Linked DNA regions of Rattus norvegicus: region 2 is linked to region 1. A link is a contact called in public Hi-C data. All regions are on one chromosome and are shown on one strand. Each heading gives the region's core, a stretch centred on a gene start, on an enhancer-like site or on the middle of the called end of the contact. The rest is flanking DNA. Distances are from core to core; before and after follow the strand shown.

Evidence for each region. Hi-C and Micro-C count contacts between places; a contact is called where the count stands out from the background.
Region 2: a contact with region 1 is called in a Hi-C map of liver, with 4 times the contacts expected there. The contact joins two enhancer-like sites. A contact is called at or near these places in 5 of 12 Hi-C or Micro-C datasets (the A7r5 cell line, hepatocytes, liver and 2 more).

The regions. Positions count from the first base shown.
Region 1 is chr4:10,324,625-10,327,324 of GRCr8, reverse strand. No RefSeq gene overlaps it. Among named protein-coding and RNA genes, the nearest start is that of Cct8l2, 15 kb to the left of the region's middle. Within about 2 kb of position 1,269, at least 59 of the 93 cell types and tissues checked have an H3K27ac peak or open chromatin away from gene starts, as enhancers often do. A contact at or near this core is called in the A7r5 cell line and liver, where this site is marked.
Region 2 is chr4:10,378,978-10,381,695 of GRCr8, reverse strand. All of the region lies in intron 1 of Kmt2c (lysine methyltransferase 2C), which reads right to left. Among named protein-coding and RNA genes, the nearest start is that of Kmt2c, 26 kb to the right of the region's middle. Within about 2 kb of position 1,380, at least 29 of the 93 cell types and tissues checked have an H3K27ac peak or open chromatin away from gene starts, as enhancers often do. A contact at or near this core is called in the A7r5 cell line and liver, where this site is marked.

The DNA.
Region 1 (2,700 bases), core at 20-2,519:
GAGTTCTAAACCAGTCAGTTAAAAAAAAAAAAAGAGAGGTGAGATCCTGTCTCAAAAAACCCTCCAAACCTAACACACATCCAAAGAAAATCACTACCACTTATAACAACAACAACAACCACAAAAATGATCTGGGCCATCCAGTTCGTTCAATGTTCCCTTTCTGGAACCAAAACCAGTTAGTATTAATGTTGACGTTATCACTTAACCTCTCTCTTTCCCTGATTTCGAAATGAGGTCTATTCCACTCAGCCGAGCTTAAGGAGCTGTGAGGGAATGAAGGCGGTGTGCGTCGGAGGGAGGGGGTGGGGAGTGGGAGGAGAAGGAGTTGAAAGGGGCGGGGCGGGGTCCAGAGGCAAGTGTCGGTCGCAGCTGCACTGAGTTTGGGGACCCGGACCAGGTATCGAGGCCTGGAATCCCAGACCCGCAGGAAGCAGGAAGCAACGCAGCTAAGAGGGAGAAAAGCTGACAGAAACCGGGAATGTCCGCGGGAACAGACTCAACAGGGACCAGCTGGGATCCGCCGCGGACCGTAGGAGGCTGGGCGCCTGGCGCGAGAGGCCAATAGGCGAACGAGCCGAAAGAGGGGCGACGCAAGGCCAAAGGGAGGGATAGCCAGGCTGGGGGCGGGGACTCTAGGAACACGTGGCCAATGGCAGGGCGAGCTGGGTTGGGGCGTGGCCCCTGGTGTGAAGCCAATAGTAGGGAGTACGGCCTGGGTGAGGCCAATGGGAGCTCGAGGGTGGAGGGGGAGCCAGACCCGGAAGGCAGTGGGGGCGGGGAGCCGCGATGACAACCTGTCAAGTCCACTTCGGGACGAACTAGGTCACGCGCTTCTTGTTGCTCCGGCGCTCCCGCCCCGCGAGGCCCTGCGGGTGGCCCTGGGGCCCAGCGGCTCCGCTTCCTCTTCCTGCCCGCGGGGGTGGGGGCGGGGCGGACACCTGCCGTTAACAAGCCCGCTCCAACCTCGGGGCTGCTGAAGGCCGCCTAGCCCGCGGGCCCGCGCCCACCGATCGGCCCGGAGCCAGATCCGCGGTCTCCTGCTCCGGCCGTGGGCTCGGGAAAGCGCACAGCGCACTACTTGTCGCGGAGGGATCGGGCTCCTGCAGTTACCTGTCCTGCACTCGGACCTGACCTCGGCCCAAGGGCCTCAAATCCGCCTCACAGAGAAGTATAACAGGTTCGGATCCGCGCTCTCGACCTCACAATGGCGCCGGTGTCCAGCCACTGTTACGCAGCATCCCGTACACTTATTCGCCCAGAGCGTCGCTGCCTAGGGGACCGCGGCGGGGCCCTTCTCCCACTCGCTCATTCAGATGATGAGAATGTCCCCGCATGACACCGGGACGCTGTTTTAACAATGCCCAACTCTGCTCTTTCAAACTGCACACACTTAAAGGTGACATGGCCACAGACGCTGGGTTGCAATACTATATTGGAATTCTGCACTAATTATTTGAAAGCTTACAGTACTCTACAGCGAAACGACAGATTAAAAAATTGCATTTTCGTACGAACACAGTACTTTAACCAATGAATATTTTATGAATATTTTCTATTCAGTATTTTAAAAACCAAATGAGTGGTTCTTCAGTGAAAGAATTTTGTTTTGCCTTAAAATTTTAGCCTTTATGGAAGGCACATTTATTGCAATATGCACAGATATAAATTTTGTACATTTAAAATAGCCTTTATAACCTTTTTGTAGTTCTTTTGAAGCCCCTCCCACTCTTGACATTCTTTCATTCCTATTAATCTTAAGTTTGGTTAAATAGTTTTTAAATTAAACATAAAAAACAAGCCTACTAAATTAGCATTAACATTTGAAGATTGGGTTTTCATGTTTATTACCATGTAGCATTACTAGGAACCGGAAGTCCAACCTTATTAAAAATTAAAATTCAGCAAGACAGGTCTTTATTGTGAAGTTATTATCTTTTCATTATAACTTTTTTTTTTTTTTTACAGACAGTTAATTTTCCAGAGGGAATTACTGCTCCTGCCTTTAATCAATTTGGTTAAGAATCCTCTGCCTTCAAATATATAAAAATGTTTATGTATGATTTATTTTATTTTATAACACTTTTATTATTTGGGGGTGGAAGGCCTGTGCCACTGTGGGAGCATAAAGGATAGAGGACAACTTGTGGGCATCCTGTTCTTTTAGCGTGTGGCTTCTAGGGATGGAAGGCATTCCCGCCCTTGACAGGTCTCATGTAGCTGGCCTGGAGCTCACCTGCATAGATCATGCTGACTGAAATCTCCGAGATCCCTCTGCTTCTCTACCGCTGGGATTAAACATTGTCTTTCTTTCTATGTGTCTGTTTATGCCCCCTCTATGTATGTGGAGCTGGAGTTAATTCCAGATTGTTGTGAGCCAGCTCTGGGTGCTGGGAAGCGATCTTGGGTCCTTGGAAGAAGCAGCAAGCACTCTTAACCCAGGTGACAGGCGCTGGGCCACACCTCTTTTTCGTTTTTAATTTTCAGGATTTTGAAGTCTTTTCCTATTGAAGCTGTTTCATTCTCCCATCTCCTTGGGAACAGAGCCCAGAACTTGCTGGTGCTCAGTGCTGTGGTCAGTCTTTACCGTGGGATAATACAAGCAGGCTGTGCAACCTCAGAGGTTTTCTGTCAACAACAACAAACTTGATATTGGTAACAAGCAAAGTGAACACCTCCAGAGCATAAGTGTGAGCTGCT
Region 2 (2,718 bases), core at 131-2,630, 54 kb before region 1:
CACTATAGGTATACATTGCCTATGTACCCAGAAGTCATCAGATGCCCTGGGACTAGAATTAAAGCAGATGTGAACCTCCATGTGGGTACAAGCAATCAAGCCCGGTCCTCTGGAAGAACAGTGCTCCTGGCTGCTGAGGCATCTCTCCAGCCCCGGAAGTACATATACACACATATCTCATTCGTAACTGGAATTGAGGGCTGAACTTAATGATGAATGCCTGTAATCCCAATAGCGATCAAAAGGTTGATGCATTAAGATAAGGAACTTTGATGCCAGCCTTGGCTAAACAATGAGTTCAAGGCCAACATGGGATATATAAAACCATGTCTCAAACAAATTAAATATCAAGAAAGATTAATCACATAACCCTGCCAATCTAATACCACTTGAGAAGAAAATTTTCAGCATCACCTCCCAGCATAATAAGGCAAGCTCTCCATTAGTTAAATCCTCCAACCATATCCCACAGCAGCAGGAGCAGCAACAGCACAAGAGAAAACAAACAGGCATGACTGGGGAGATGGCTGGGTTAAGAAAGTACTGGTGCTCTTCCAGAGGACCCAGGTTCAATTCTTAGCTAACACAACTGTCTATAACTCCAGTTCCAGGGGATCTGGTATCCTCACATAGACATACATGCAGGTACATAAAAATAAATTAAATAATTTAAATATATAAAGAAAACATTTGATAAATACATAGCTATTAAGACCCCTTTAATTCCTGCATCTAGGAGACAGAGGCTGCCTAGTATAATATCCAGTTCCAAGACATTCAAGACTACATAGAGAGACCCAGTCTCAAAAAAACAAAAATTTTAATTTTAATTTAAAAAGTCTCCTTGCAATTCTCTTACAAGTTCTCCTATGACTATGAGACTGCATACACAAACACAGGCGAGCTGGCAGGCACTCTCGCGCGCGCGCACGCGCACACACACACACACACACACACACACACACACACACACACACACACACACACACAGGAGGAGAGCAAAGGAGGAAGAGAGAGGGAGGGTGGTTGGGAGGGAGAAAATAATAAGAAAGAGGAGGAGATCGATCGAAGGAAGCCCCATTAAAGAAAGTAGATCCGACAGACAGCAGCCACCTAAAAAAAGTGGAATGGATTTCTCTCAAGCGCAGATCTGGAATCCTACTTGTATGAAGCCAGCAGAGACGGCCTCCTTGGTTAACTCTTTGCTAACCATGTACTTTCCCCCTCTACTGTTTAATTCAAAACAAACCAATAAGTACACCTTTGGTTTTATAATATTTAAACTAGAGAAGTTTGTTGGAAGTCCAGGACATAAAACAAAAGCAAACAACTACATCTTCGTATCATCCCCTGTTATGAAGTAAGAAGTCAAAGTGATCTTTGGTTTGCACCACAAACACCCACTAGGGCTTCACTCTGCTACAGCAGACTCTTCCAGTTAACGGTGGAAGCTTTTCACTTTCAAAGTCTAAAATGCTACAACTAGCTTTTTCTTCTTACTCATATCTATAGATATTTATCATGTTGTTAAATAAAAGGTTTGAGAAAAGCAGCAACTTTTCTAAGCCTCAAAAAAGGCATCTACAATTACAACAATTGTCCTTCTGTTCAATAAGCAAAGTTTCTCCTTGATGAAGCTGGCCAAATGTTGCATTGCTCATAGCACTTAACAGAACACCACTGCTATCAAGAAAAGGGGGGGGGGGGGGGAACCTGATGTTGTCTGCTTCTGTTGCTCTAATATGTAGCAAACTAGTTTGAATTATGACTTAAATAAAGTAATCATGGTCTTAAGGGTACCAAAGAACTTTTTTTTTTAAGTTTTAAAGATTAGAGGTCAGGCTCTGACTTCCCACACATATCAGGTAAAGAATTGCTTTTGTTTGTTCTAGGACCCTGAAACATCCTACCACTCAGAACCCTGACTCCTATAGACTATCACTTTCCACAAAATATTCTCATCTAAAATGTTACAAGTATCTCCCAAAACTTGAGAATAATAAAATCCAAGGAGTTACGATTTAAGACAAAACCAAGACAGCAGATTGCTACACAGCCATAAACTACACTGACAGATGCTTATACATAGACAATAGGCCCAGGATAAACCCAGGCTTTGAACTGTATGAAAACCACTGCAAAGAACAAACCTATTTTTTTTATTATGAAAAAAAATTAAATGTCATACCAAAGAAACATCTACAGTGAACTGGAAGACTCTCTATTTTTTTTTTTTCCTGGAGCTGAGGACTGAACTCAGGGCCTTAAGCGCTCTACCACTGAGCTAAATCCCCAACCCCAGGAAGACTATTTTAATATGTTCAGGAAACACATTGCAAAGCTGTATACTCTTTCTCTCCATGTAACATGGTCACTCTCAAATGAAAAACAAAATCCTACAAGTTTGAATCCAAAGATTTTTTTCCCAGTTAAATAAATTTATACTAGTCATTTAGAACAAGGTTTTTTTTGTTTTTTTTTTTTTTTAAAAAGCCTTAATAAAAATAGAAACTTGTGGGCTGGAGAGATGGCTCAGCAGTTAAGAGCACTGACTGCTCTTCCAGAGGTCCTGAGTTCAATTCCCAGCAACCACATGGTGGCTCACAACCATCTGTAAAGAGATCCGATGCCCTCCTCTGGTGTGTCTGAAGACAGGGACAGTGTACTCATATATGATAAATGAATAAATCTTTTAAAAAAAAATTAGAAACTTGTGGG